Regions from separate parts of the Rattus norvegicus genome. Here region 2 is linked to region 1. The links are chromatin contacts, called in public Hi-C maps. All regions are on one chromosome and are shown on one strand. Each heading gives the region's core, a stretch centred on a gene start, on an enhancer-like site or on the middle of the called end of the contact. The rest is flanking DNA. Distances are from core to core; before and after follow the strand shown. Region 1 has its middle 57 kb from the start of Hs6st1. Region 2 holds the start of Hs6st1 (heparan sulfate 6-O-sulfotransferase 1).

What was found. A called contact is a pair of places that touch in the nucleus more often than the background predicts.
Region 2: a contact with region 1 is called in a Hi-C map of liver, with 3 times the contacts expected there. The contact joins the promoter of Hs6st1 here to the enhancer-like site in region 1. A contact is called at or near these places in 2 of 12 Hi-C or Micro-C datasets (the A7r5 cell line and liver).

What each region holds. Positions count from the first base shown.
Region 1 is chr9:45,718,982-45,725,472 of GRCr8, forward strand. No RefSeq gene overlaps it. Among named protein-coding and RNA genes, the nearest start is that of Hs6st1, 57 kb to the right of the region's middle. Within about 2 kb of position 4,135, at least 9 of the 93 cell types and tissues checked have an H3K27ac peak or open chromatin away from gene starts, as enhancers often do. A contact at or near this core is called in liver, where this site is marked.
Region 2 is chr9:45,775,911-45,782,401 of GRCr8, forward strand. It overlaps Hs6st1 (heparan sulfate 6-O-sulfotransferase 1), which reads left to right and starts at 3,492. Exons shown (of 2, transcript NM_001108210.1): 1 at 3,492-3,834. The coding sequence starts at 3,554.

The DNA.
Region 1 (6,491 bases), core at 2,885-5,384:
ACCAGCCAGTCCCTGGGCTCTCACCTCTGCCACCCCTGGCTTTACATGTCACCGTGGAGGGTGATCCAGGCTCTCCTTACTCCTTCCGGGGTCAAGAATGGTATTTTTGCAAGAGACAAAAGAGGCTCCCTCAGGCTCCTGGGAAGTGGAGGAAACCTCAGACCAATGCCCCAGTGCAGGGACAAATCCCAATTTCCATCAATTCCTCCTATACAGCATGTCAGGCTCTGGCAGGATTTACGGAATGGGAGGGACACAGGACAATGGCTGCCTCTCCCCAGCTCCCCGGCAGCCTGTTCCCACGGTGGGCTCCAGCAGAGCCTGCAGCATGGTGGGAAAGGTCAGCTCCCGAGAGTTCCAGGCTCTATTCCCCCACAGTCACCTCAGACCAGGGCTTACCCACATCCTCCCAGGCTGTCTTATTCCCTGTGGTACTCTCCACAGTTCCCCCATGAGGAGCAGACCGACCCCTTTTCAAATCAGAAGAGGAAAGAAGGAAAACAATTAAGTAACTTTCTTTGTCTTGCTTTGTTCTGAGGACTTTCCCTGCTGCTCCCATCAGCCTCCAGGGAGCCTTAGGAGAGTTGTTGGGGTCAGAACTGAGGCCCTGGCAGCCTGGACAAGCTAAGCTTCGCCGTAACTTTTCCTCTGTCTGCCAAAAGTAACAGTGATAGGTAGAGAAGGGTTTGTTTGATCAATTATGGCCCACTTTGAGAAGAACAAATATGCCCATCTATGCCCCTCCTCCAAACCTAAATGTCGTCTTTGAGACTTAAGGTTCAGGTTCAGTAGGAGGAGCTTGTTGGTATGTACATAGCTAAGAAGTCCAATCAAGGTGAGGTGCCTGCTGCCCACCTATATCTCAGTTCCAGTCTACCTTGCAAGGAGGTCTAATAATCTGTCAGAGCAGTGTGAACATTCTTTTCAGAAAACAAATGTTCCTCAATCCCTCTCCACCCCACTGGATGGCACCCCCAAGATCCTAGTCTTGTCCTCCCAGCATGAGATTCCTGGGAAATCTCCAATTTCCTGAAGTCTGTGTCTCAATAGTCTGATAGCCAAAGAGGAGCAGAAGTTCCAGGCCCCCACCCGGTTTGAGGACAGTCTAGACCCTGTGAGGTTACCAGAACAGATACGCGTCTAGAGGGTAGACATCCAAGTTTCCAGGTTCTTGCACCTCATTACAATGAGTTGTACAGAAACATGTGGGTAATTAGAGGAAAGGAAACAGTTTATTATGGGGAAGATACGGAGGTGCCCCCTATGCCCTGGCCCAAAGAAGGGAGAGAAGGGCTGAGGTGAGATCCCCAGTGACCTTTTTTGTAACCGATAGTATTTTTATTAATGATTTGGAAACCTCACATCACATCATGTAACCCGGTCACACTCACTTTTTAGAACTCCCAGGTCTGCCCCCATCCTGTGACGCACACACCCCAACACACACACACACACACACACACACACACACACACACACACACATGCACACATGCACACAAAATCCAAAGTCCAACTGTGTTGGACTCCCTGAAGCAAGGTCAAACTCTCAGTAGCCAGCCCCTTAAAGAAAACTGAGTCTTTCCCCTCCCCCACCCCTGCCAGAAGCCGTCAGTTGTGAAGAGCTACACTTCAGCATCCTTGTCATGGTGGTTAATAGTTCTCTTCAATGGTTTCCTGCCTAGGCTGTTACTCCTTAGGGGGTTGGTGGTGGGTAAGAGTTGTCACTGAAGCCTTCTATGCCCTTTCTCAACTGCGAGTCTCCAGTCATCGATGCCAACGCAAAAGTAGCTTCCTTGCCCTTTAAACTCAGTGAGAGCATGGATCACAGATTTCTTTGTGGTTTCTGGTGACAACACAGACATCCACATGGTCTCCAGTGTCAGCACCTGCCAAGGACCTCAGTATGATCTCTGGTGGCAGGAGAGACCACGGGCATCAACATGGCCAACTACCACAGCATGGGGCCTCAGACACATCTCTCCAGGCTCTGTCCCACAAGAGACAGGAAGATCAAGAGTGCTGGTGAGCTGTAAGCAGCCAACTTAAATGCAAGGAAAATATGTCACTCCTAGGTTTTAGGTCACTGAGGGTGGCTGAGAACGTTGACCAGTATTGAGAAAGATTCTGAGGCTGCCTCTCAGTTCAGACTAAACGTACTCTGTGCCTGATTAGTGATGTCTGCAAAGGGCACGAAGGTTCCTGGGAGGTGTGAGTATCAGGAAGCTGTCAGTCCTGCTGCCCAGTATGTCAGATACAGGGGATGGGTTAGGATAGTGGGGGTACAGACCTATGTTGGAAAAATTTGTGAATCATCACTTGGAGGGGTGGGGGACAGTGTGAGCATCACTTCTAAGATGGTAGCAGTCATTTCTGGGAAGATGTTTGATCTCATTTCAAACTATTTCTCCACTCTTGTCGGCCTTTTCTTGGTTAAAATTTTTATGTTGCAAGCACAAGGCCCTGAGTTAGGTCCCCAGCTCCGAAAAAAAGAAAAAAATTTATGTTTATTATTATTGTGTGTACCTATGCTGGGGTGGAGGGGCATGTCTGAGCCACAGTACACATGTGAAGGCCAAAGGGCAACTCTGGAGAATTAGTTCTCTCCCTCCTCCACAGCATTCTGGGGGTTGTGAGGTCATTAGCCTTGAGCAGCAAGCATTTTTATCTGCTGAGCTAACTAGCTGGCCCCTTGCGCGTCTTTTCCACAGCCTACCAAGGCAATTTGGAAACCCTGTCATTCTAGTCACTCTGCAGATGAGAAAATGGTCTCTCTCCTCCTTCAGATAAATCAGCTCCCACTAATGAAAGAACTGGCATGTGTAGTTTTAGAAGAAGGAGGAGGAGGAGGAAGAGGAGGAGGAGGAGGAGGAGGAGGAGGAAGAGGAGGAGGAGGAGAAAGAAGAAGAAGAAGAAGAAGAAGAAGAAGAAGAAGAAGAAGAAGAAGAAGAAGAAGAAGAAGAAGAAGAAGAAGAAGAAGAAGAAAGCTGACTTCTGGACTGGGAGAAAGTCACATGAACGGGGAGACTGGGCTCAAATCCCCAGTCTATAGAGAGCTGGACACAGTGGTATCTGATATCCCTGTGGATACTGTGAAAAGGCAGGCAGGCAGGAGCCTCTCCAGACCTGGTGAACCAGCTGGCCTGGTGGGTGCAGTAGCTAGCCAGAGACCAGAAGAAATGGCCAGTAGGATAGCTCAGTGGGTAAAAGGGCTGGCTGAGCAAAGCTGACCTGCACTGGATCCCAGAAACCTGTCCAACAAAGGCAGACGGAAAGAACTGACTCCCACTCCACAAACACATCCTCTGACCTCCACTTGCAGTCTTTGGCACACACACACACACACACACACACACACACACACACACACACACACACATGGGGGGAGGTAATTATAAAGTATTGACAATAATAATAACCTGACTTTGTATTCATGCAAAACCCAGTGAAGAGATCTGCCTTGGGGTTTTCCTGGGGTTTCAGGATCTCAGCCCCACCCCCACCCCGCCGTGACATTTTGTGCTGCCACTACCTTAAAGAGTGTAAGAAGTCAGGTCAGAGGAGGGAAATCAAATAGACTCAGTTCGACCTCAAAACCACGAGACAAACTTTAATGATTAAGAGAGGTTGGAACCCCCCCAAAAGCCGCCGTTCCTATGCGAGGGTACAGGAGAACGAGGTGCACTCTGGGAATCTGTAAGGTTTTTTTGTTTTGGTTGGATTGGGAGGTTAGGGGGAAGATGAGCTTGGATTTGCTGAGCCCAGAAAACACATTTCGGGTCAACTGTTTCCCTAAGCTCTGAGTAGGAGGGAAGTCGGAATGCTTGTTTTGGGGACCTTCGGACTCCAGGGCCTAGGATGGGGTTAGCTGCTTTCTGGAATTCCACGAACAGTTGGTTTCTTAACGCCTTTGCCTGCTTTACTGACTGGTTTTGTTTTGTTTTGTTTTGTTTTGTTTTGTTTTGTGGGGGTAGGGTCAGAAGGGGGGGGGGAAGTGTCCTTTAAAGGGTTCTTGGGCGTCTTCTGGAATGTGGAAGCCAGTCAATGCTAGAGTCAAAAAAGATGTTTACCTAGGCCTGAAGATGTACCCCTGGTCTGTCCACATCCTATTAGCCAAAGCCCCAGCCAAGTGCCCCTTGCTCTACTGCAAGGGAAGCTGGGAAATGTAGTCCAGGAGGACCTGGGAAGGATAGCTGAGAGGGTGGGGATTTCCTTGCAGCTCCTTGTCCCTCTCCCCACACAACCGTCCCTCCACCCACTCCCTTCCATGGGCATTGCCACACACATCCTCCCGTCTCTGCTTCTGGCCCCAGGGATACACTGAGAGTGTTCCAGTCAAACCTCTCCCCGATGGATATGGATGGTTGACCAATTACATACCAGAGGAGTCTAAGAAACAGAAGACATTTCCGTTCACCTCAAAAGAAATTGCACAGAAGGAGATGGTAACCACATTCAGATTATGGGAAAAGCAATTGGCAAGGTTCCCGGAACCTGAGCGAGTTTTTGCAAAGAGATGCTTGGCGGAATTCTCTTCCTCGCTGCAAAGCGGGGCACTAACTTCCAGAAGGCCTGGCTTAATTACAATACAGTTAAATGTTAAAGTCTTAGCCACTCAGGAACCACAACAGTTGCTTAATTACTGGGCCTCTAGAGGGGCCAGACAATTGATGTTTAAAAGAATATTTCCTATACACAGCACCTTTTCACAAGGAGGCCTTGGTTCTTCACAAACATTAATTAAGTTCCCCTCAGGAGGTCCCAGGTATGTGGTCTTTGATGACTGACAAAATTAGGAATCTTGGTGCTAGAAAGATGGATCAGCAGTTTATGTTATAGGAAAAAACTCTTGGTCAAGAGAATACAGCCTCTGTCCTAGGTGCAGACCTACCACTCCAGCTGGGCTGGTTCAATCATGTAGCCCAGACCACCGAGGAACACCTTCAGCCATTCTGCTAAACGGAAAGGTGGAATGATCAGTCCTTTAATGCCAAGTAGCTTCAGAAATCTGCCTGTTTTTCTTCCTTCCTTCCTTCCTTCCTTCCTTTCTTTCTTTCTTTCTTTCTTAGATGTATTTCCTTATTTAATGTATATGAGTACACTGTAGCTGTCTTCAGACACACCAGAAGAGGGCATCAGATCTCATTACAGATGGTTGTGAGCCACCATGTGGTTGCTGGGAATTGAACTCAGGACCTCTGGAAGAGCAGTCAGTGATCCTAACCACTGAGCCATCTCTCCAGACCCCCACCCCCCTTTTCCTGACTTTCTGAACTATTCAGAAAAGTATTAACTACTTTTACTTCCTCCCTTTCCTGAGCGATGATTCCTTAACTCTTTGGATATTCCCAATATCCAGGGTTTACACTTTAAAAAAAAAAGATTGATCGATTGATTGATTGATTTTATATGAGTACACTGTAGCTGTCTTCAGATCCCATTACAGATGGTTGTGAGCCACCATGTGGGTGCTGGGAATTGAACTCCAGACCTCTGGAAGAGAAGTTCGTGCTCTTAATCAATGAACCATCTCTCCAGCCCTCAGGCCTTACTTTTTTCTTTTTTTTTTCTGAAGTCTCCCTCCCTATCATGTGGCTGCTTGTCCACTGCATTCCTGGCCTCCATACCACCTTCAATATGTTTTATCACCTTGTGGGTAACATCTGGGACCTGAAGCACCTCTATCCCCAAATATACACCTATTTTAAAGGTTCCACAGGGCTAGCTAACTAATTAGAAACTTGGGAAAAGTTGGAATGTTGTAACTCCAGAACCAAATTATCTTGGGCAATCTTTAGCTTCTTTAATGCTATTCATTACCCTCCTGAGTGTTTGCCACGTCTTTGTGACTCTCGTGTGAAACTTTTGGGGTGTGTTACTTAAGAGACCTGGCTTTCATCAGTCCCAAAGTTAATGTAACATCTGATACCTACAATGTATCAGGTAGATTTCCCCCCACTTTGCTGTAACTTACCGACTGGTGTCCCTTCCAACATATTTAAAAGTTTTATTTATTTTTATATTTTATTTATTTTGTTCTATGACTATACAAACTATATCAGCCATATTAGAATGCAAAATGTTGAAAGGTAGAAGTTTTAAGGTTGCCCACCCCAGACAAAAGTTTAGAGCAGAAGAATTACACCAGCCGGTTCGGCAACTCTCTCCCAGGAACTAGCTGACCATAAAGTTAGATTAAAATCTTAAAGAACAATCTTGAGAAACAGGAAGCTTCTCCCAGGAACTGGCTGACCATAAAGTTAAACAATCTTGAGAAACAGGAAGCTCCTCCTTGTGGTTTTTCACTGGTATCCTCAGACATTTTCCAATGACACCATCCCTACCCCCTTAGGTTGTGGTTTTTTCCTTTAAATACCCTTTCTCTCAGCTACTGGGGGTCGAACTCCTCTAACCCTGCATGGGATATAAGTCTCGACCCCAGTGCACTGGTTCTTGTCAATAAACCTCATGTGATTACAGCAAGGACGGTCT
Region 2 (6,491 bases), core at 2,242-4,741, 56 kb after region 1:
CCCGGGATAGAGGGAGGAGGGGGGAATAGGAGGGGGGAATTGATCTCTTGGTTCTCAGACTATAAAGACACATGATGGGTAGGGAATTATGTTAGCTGGCTTAATCTTTTTTCCAACAGAAGTATGGTAACCCGTTTTCATTCACATCCTACCACTAGCCGCGTCCTTTTCATTTTCCTCCGTATTAGCTCAGAGCTCTGAAGTATGCAGTCTGAGGACAAAGGTAGGGACAAAGTGGATGCAAACACCGAGGCTTGGGTACTCCCTCCAGCAAATATTTAGAGGGGTTTCTCCTTTTCGTGTGCACCCCTAGGGCTATGAGGAACCTTGGCTACCAGGGAGAGAAAAGAAACAGCAAATAGAACCCTCACTGAGTCCCGGTGACAGCTGGGCCTCATCGATCTCACAGGCAATCCACAGCAAAACCTAGGTGTCACATTTCTGCCAGTTTTTCAGAAGGAAGAGCCTGGTGAAGCCTGGCTAGTCTGGCTGCAATGCCTCACTCCTTGACCTGAGACTGGGGGAATTTGACTTCCGGTAGTTCCCATTCACCAATTGCCTCAAGAGTATCAAGCTGCACCTGCCAGGCTTATTATAAATAGGGAGAGTGGATAAAACCTTCCGTGTATAAGAGTTTAGGAAAGAGAGGGCTTTCTGGTTAGGGAGGGGCTCTTCAACCTTTTTGGCAAGAAGAAGTTTGAAGAAGCAGCTTCTCTTATGAGATGCTGTCGATTGCTAACCCAGCATGCTGTGGCTACCTCTGCAGTTTGTCACAGGGACAACCACCCACTGGGTACCTATACCAAACTCTTCTGATCTCATCGGGCTTCTGGTTTCCCTTTGGGGGCAGTCGAGCATAGTGGGGTCTTGTAGTGACCCTCTGCTTTTTCCTCTGGGCTGGGGCAGAGGCTGGGCGTAGTCAGAGGTATGGAAGGGGCTCCACACAGCCAGGGAATCAGAGTGAGAAGGGGATTTGGCTCTGGAGATCTCCCCTAGACTGCACTTTTTGCTTTCATAGAATGGTTATCCTAGCTTGTGTTTGCAAGATTTGCTAGTGGAAATAACATTATCTGCTATGCCTGGTACTGGAGCAGCTCTGTTTGGGATTGGCCTCTTGGTAGATCTTTAGCCTCTGAGCAAAAACATCAGATGGGTTAGCCTACTGCAATGCCCTGAAAGTCTGGACTGCTGTCAACCAAATCCCATGCAGGAATACTGCCCTGGTGAGCTACTAAAAGGAAGCTCCCCACCCCACACCCCCGCCCCTGCCACCCCCGCCACCCCCCCAACCCCCCCCCCCACACACACACTGCTGTGACACCATACCTAACCAGAATAAACCCATTACCAAACAGACTGCCCTTGGGTGTCTCCGGGCTGTGGCAAAAGGCCCTGGGTCTCACCAAGGACACCTTTTGCCCTGGTTCTAGGATATTATGTAGCGTGTTTAGTGCCATGTGCCCATCTGACCATAGTGGTTACTTCTTCAGTTATCTGCAAAACATGTTGAGAGAGAGAGAGAGAGAGAGAGAGAGAGAGAGAGAGAGAGAGAGAGAGAGAGAGATTGTCCTGTGAGAGGTGCCCACCATAGTTTTTGAGACAGTGTCTTACACTGACCTGCTACCATACACACTGGAGAGATCTGCCTGTCTCTTCCTCCCCAGTCCTGGGATTTCAAACACATGCAAGCATGTCTAGGGTCTTAAACCTGGGTTGGGAGTACCGAACCCAGGTCCCTACTCATGCATGGCAAGCACTTTACCAGCTGAGCTATTGGCCCAGTTTCTTCTGTTCCTGACTGGGTGGATTTAGAGTGGGTCTGAATTCTCTACTGTTTTCCCAGTTTGGGAGGGTTTTCTCATTTGCTCTTGTTTTTAAGTCTTGGATGGGGGAGGGGTGCTCTGGCGCCCTAGTGCTATCCCCTCCCCCTCTCTCCACTTTTTAACCCACCCCTTAGCAGGACAGGCTCCGGGTACTTGATGTGGGCACCTCAGCCTTGTCTTGCAGCAGGAGTGCCTCCCAGAGGCCACTCTGGCTTGAATCCAAGCACCCGAGCCCCTCCCAGCTGCCCTAGGGTATGGAGTTCTGGACAGATCTTTTCACTCCCCACCTCCAGTTGCTCCCGTGTCCTAAGTATAGCTAAGGGCCCAGTACAACACGGACAGGGCCGTCCAGATGCCATAGCCTCCAACTTTCATGCTTGGGCCCAGCAGGCACTCCACTGCAGGCAGAGCACCAATCAAGGCTGCAGGTCCTGCTGCCAACCTTAAAAAAAAACAAAACAAAACCACGAAGGTCGGAATTCTAATTTTTTTTCTAATGTCGGTTTAATTTTTTCAACTATTTTTTTGGAGCATGACCAGGATCAAAACAATGCACACTGGGGAAAAGGGACAACATAAAGCTGGTCCTCGGGCCTCTGCACACATTCTGGTTTATCTTTACTGAGGTCTTTGAGTCATTGTCCCAGTGCTGCCAGTGGAATGGTGATATCTACATAAGAGCTGGATCCATGCCCTCAACGTCTCTCTTCCTTCCCCACCCTTATTCGCAGCCCCAAAATGTGGTCCCTACTCCCAGCGCTCTCGAACTTGGAACTTTGGATCCTTCAGTGTGAAGGTCAAAGCCTCCGTATTCCCGTGGAAGAGAGCGCGGGTGACACAAACTACCACGACAGAGAAGGTGAAAAAACTCGGGCTCCCAAATCCAAGACCAATGCCCAAAAGAGTCACCCACTCCTGGGCTCGGGACAACCCAGACGCCACCCGCAGGCCTGCGAGTTGGAACCAATCCCCTTTGCGTAACGATCCGCGTTGACAGTGTGAGAGACACGCGACCCGGCGCTGGACACTGGCCTGTGCCTGGGCCTCCTCCAGCCCCTCCCCTCCCCCAGGGCTCTCCAGAGGCGGAGCGGAGGATCAGAGCGGGCGGCGACAGCAAGAGGCGCCGCGAGGGCGGGCCGGGGGCGGGGCGGGGCGGAGCCGCGACGGACTGCGGAGACGCGGCGGCGCACGGGGCGGTGCAGAGCGTTCTCGGCGCTGAGCTTTGCGGGCGGGTGCGGGCGCGCGCGGCTGCGGGGCGCTGTGGCGGGGGCCGGGCCGTACGCTAGCCGAGCCGGGGATCGGGGCGGGAAGCAGCCACGGCGCCGCCGAGGCCCGGGGCCCGGGACGCTGCGCATAGCCTGGGCGCCGAGTAGCCCGGCCGGGCCGGAGCGCGGGCGGCGGTGGCGGTGGCGGCGGCGGTGGCGGAGCAGCTGCGCCCCCCGCCCTCCCAGGCCCGGCGCCCGGGCTGCTGGCGATGGTGACACATGCGGCGGCGGCGCGCCGGCGGCAGGACCATGGTTGAGCGCGCCAGCAAGTTCGTGCTGGTGGTGGCGGGCTCGGCGTGCTTCATGCTCATCCTCTACCAGTACGCGGGCCCGGGGCTGAGTCTGGGCGCGCCCGGTGGCCGCGCGCCCCCCGACGACCTGGATCTCTTCCCCACGCCGGACCCACATTACGAGAAAAAGTACTACTTCCCGGTGCGCGAGCTGGAGCGCTCGCTGCGCTTCGACATGAAGGGCGACGACGTGATAGTCTTCCTGCATATCCAGAAGACCGGCGGCACCACCTTCGGCCGCCACCTAGTGCAGAACGTGCGCCTCGAGGTGCCCTGCGACTGTCGCCCGGGCCAGAAGAAGTGCACCTGCTATCGGCCCAATCGCCGCGAGACCTGGCTCTTCTCTCGCTTCTCCACCGGCTGGAGCTGCGGGCTGCACGCTGACTGGACCGAACTCACCAACTGTGTTCCCGGTGTGCTAGACCGCCGCGACCCAGCAGGTCTGCGTTCGCCCAGGTGAGTGTCCGCTGCGGGCGAGTGTGATGGGGGGGGTGCCCTAAACCCCGGACCAGATCTGCCCTCTTTGCTCTCTTGGGGCCCCTTCCGATCTGCCGGATCCCAGGATCCCCGTCTCATCTGTCCCTGCAGCTGCCACTCCTGACCTCTGATCTCTCTTTTCACCCTCTGTTCTGTACCTCTCCTCATCACTGGCCTGTCTGCGCAGTGCCCAGACTTCCTCCTGGGTCACTGCCGGCCGCTCTCTGTCCACCCCATCTGCGGTGCACTGCCGGCTAGCCTGAGAGAGAAACCTCGGGGACTAAAGGTCCAGGCTTGGCTCTAGAGGCAGAAAAACAGGTGTGTCTCTGTGCGTCTGTAGCCCGTACCTGTCTAGAACTAAAAGTGGAGCAAGGGAGATGAGGATCCTCTTCCTCTGCACCTGTGGTATCCCCAGGCCCTCCAGTGCTTGCCAGTCTGGGGAGGAGCTGCCAGGAAAGGGGTGGGCTCTGCCTGCCGGTGTGTGCAGGTAGAACAAAGGCCCGTGTGACCCGGGCTGAAGACGGAGAGAAGGCAGCACTACCTGGCCTCCCCAACTACTGAAGTGGAACAAAAGCTTCCAGTTGGGGACTGCCTTCCGCAGAAATCTATCCACCGGTCAGATTAGGGATAGCTGAGACAGTCAAAGCTACTTGTGCAACCAAGAACCTTCCAGCAAGGCCCGTCATGTTCCTTGTCTGGGGCATGTGGGCGAGGGCCAGCCCCTCCGAAAGCACTTTGTAAAGTTGAGATTGTAGCCCTGTTTCTGTTGGTGCCCTCTGGTCCTCCGGGGATTTTCTCCCCCCTACCCCGCCCCGCCCCACCCCACCCTAGGAATTAGGGCTTCTTGTCTGCCTTTGTTTCTCTCCCATGTTTCCTGTAGGACTGAATTTACAGATGAGCTAGGAAGTGGGCGTGGGCAAGTCTTGACTGAAGTCGCTATTTTCTTTGGTACTTTTGGGGCAGGAAGGTGCTGGCTCTTCGGTGGGGTTGGGACCCTTCAGAGTCCAACCAGCCTGGAGCTGCTTGCCCTACAGTCCTGAGGGTTTATTTCACAAACTGTCAGGACACTAGGACGCTAGAGTTGGGTGATAGACATACACATTGCACCCACCCCTAGCAGTTCTCAGTCTCAAAGGAGGTATTCTGTCCGCGGCCCTAATCTAGACCCAGAGTCTCCTTTCCAGGCCCTTGAAACTGCTTCCTGTCCATATTAGCTCTGCTCTGCACACATACATGCTTCAATTACAGGACCCATCCCAACGGTTCAGCCATGCCGTGCTAGAGTCTGGGTCTAGCCATAGCAACTGTCCACTGGTCCACCACTCAAGACTGCGAGTGCCCAGTACTGGGCACACCCCAGCAGATTCAGGGAAGTCCTCTCCGTCTGCAGGATGTGGGGCTTGAAACTGTGGGCATCCTAATTATAGAAGGTGCAGGCAAACTGTGCGTACTGCTCTTAGAGCTGTAGAGAGGCCAGGCTTTGGGGGTGACCCTACCCCTCATGGACAACATCAGCCACAGATTGTAACCAGGGTTCCCTTCTTGCAGCTCTATGGGTTTCCAGAGCGAAGGACCCCAGTGCCCCTTGGCTAGAGTTTATCAGAGGCTCAAGTGGCCTCGTGGCTGTGAATGGAAGGAACAGGGAGGTGGGTGGCCCCAGATACTGTTCGCAGGCCTCAATTGCCTGCAGAGGGGGCAGGGATGAAGAATGCTGACCTCCCCCCCCCCCAAAAAAGGGGGGTGGTCAGGAAGTTGCTGACTCAGCAACTGTGGGCTAGGTGGGGGAGGGGCCTCTAGGGCCTTTGGTTCCAAAGTTTCTAATTGTGCCACCCAATAGGTGACACTGGGTTCCTTCTGTTATTCTCTTCACTGTGCTCCATTTGTTTCTTTTTTAGGTACAAGGTATATAGCTTTTTTTCCCCTCAAACTAACTCAGGAGACTTTTATGTATTGGACTCCTGGCTGCACCTGAGTTCCCCAACTGAGCCCTATCCCTGGCAAAAGCTGAACTCCCATCTGCCCAGGGACCCTGTCCCTGTCAGAGTTGGCAGCATGTTAAGTAGCACTGATGGTTGGTGTTAAGTAGCACTTACTGTCACCCTTGAAGGCTCGTTCCCTCTCCAGACACCTTGCACACTAGGGTGGGCCTTCTTTTCCTCTTCTCTCTGCCCTCGGGGTTATGGTAGAGCTTGGACAAATGACTCTACCTAGCTCCCAACCTCCCCATGGCACATCTGCCTGTGGCTGCTCTGAACTGAGCACACATCTGGGTGACTCATGAGGCTGGACAGATCCGTCACTCCCTCCTAGGTTTGTAACTTACAACATCGCTTGGTACTTCCTGCCTCAGCAGGGGAACAGGTGTGTGAGCAAAGCATTGGAGGTTTCTGTGGCCTCTGTCTGCTCCAGATGTCTCACATCTGCTAGCATAAGCCTGTGTGCTTACAAGACCAGAGTGGAGAGACAGAAGGCTCGATGGCTGGCCTTGGACAGATGGAGCTGCCAGGGGATGAGTGCCACCAAGGACCATTGGCACCTGGGCCAGCTCTAGTCTGACTACCCTAACCCTCATGGACACAGCATGCCCTAGGAGAGCCAGTGAAGTCCTCAGTTGATGGCTACGGGCTCAATTTGGT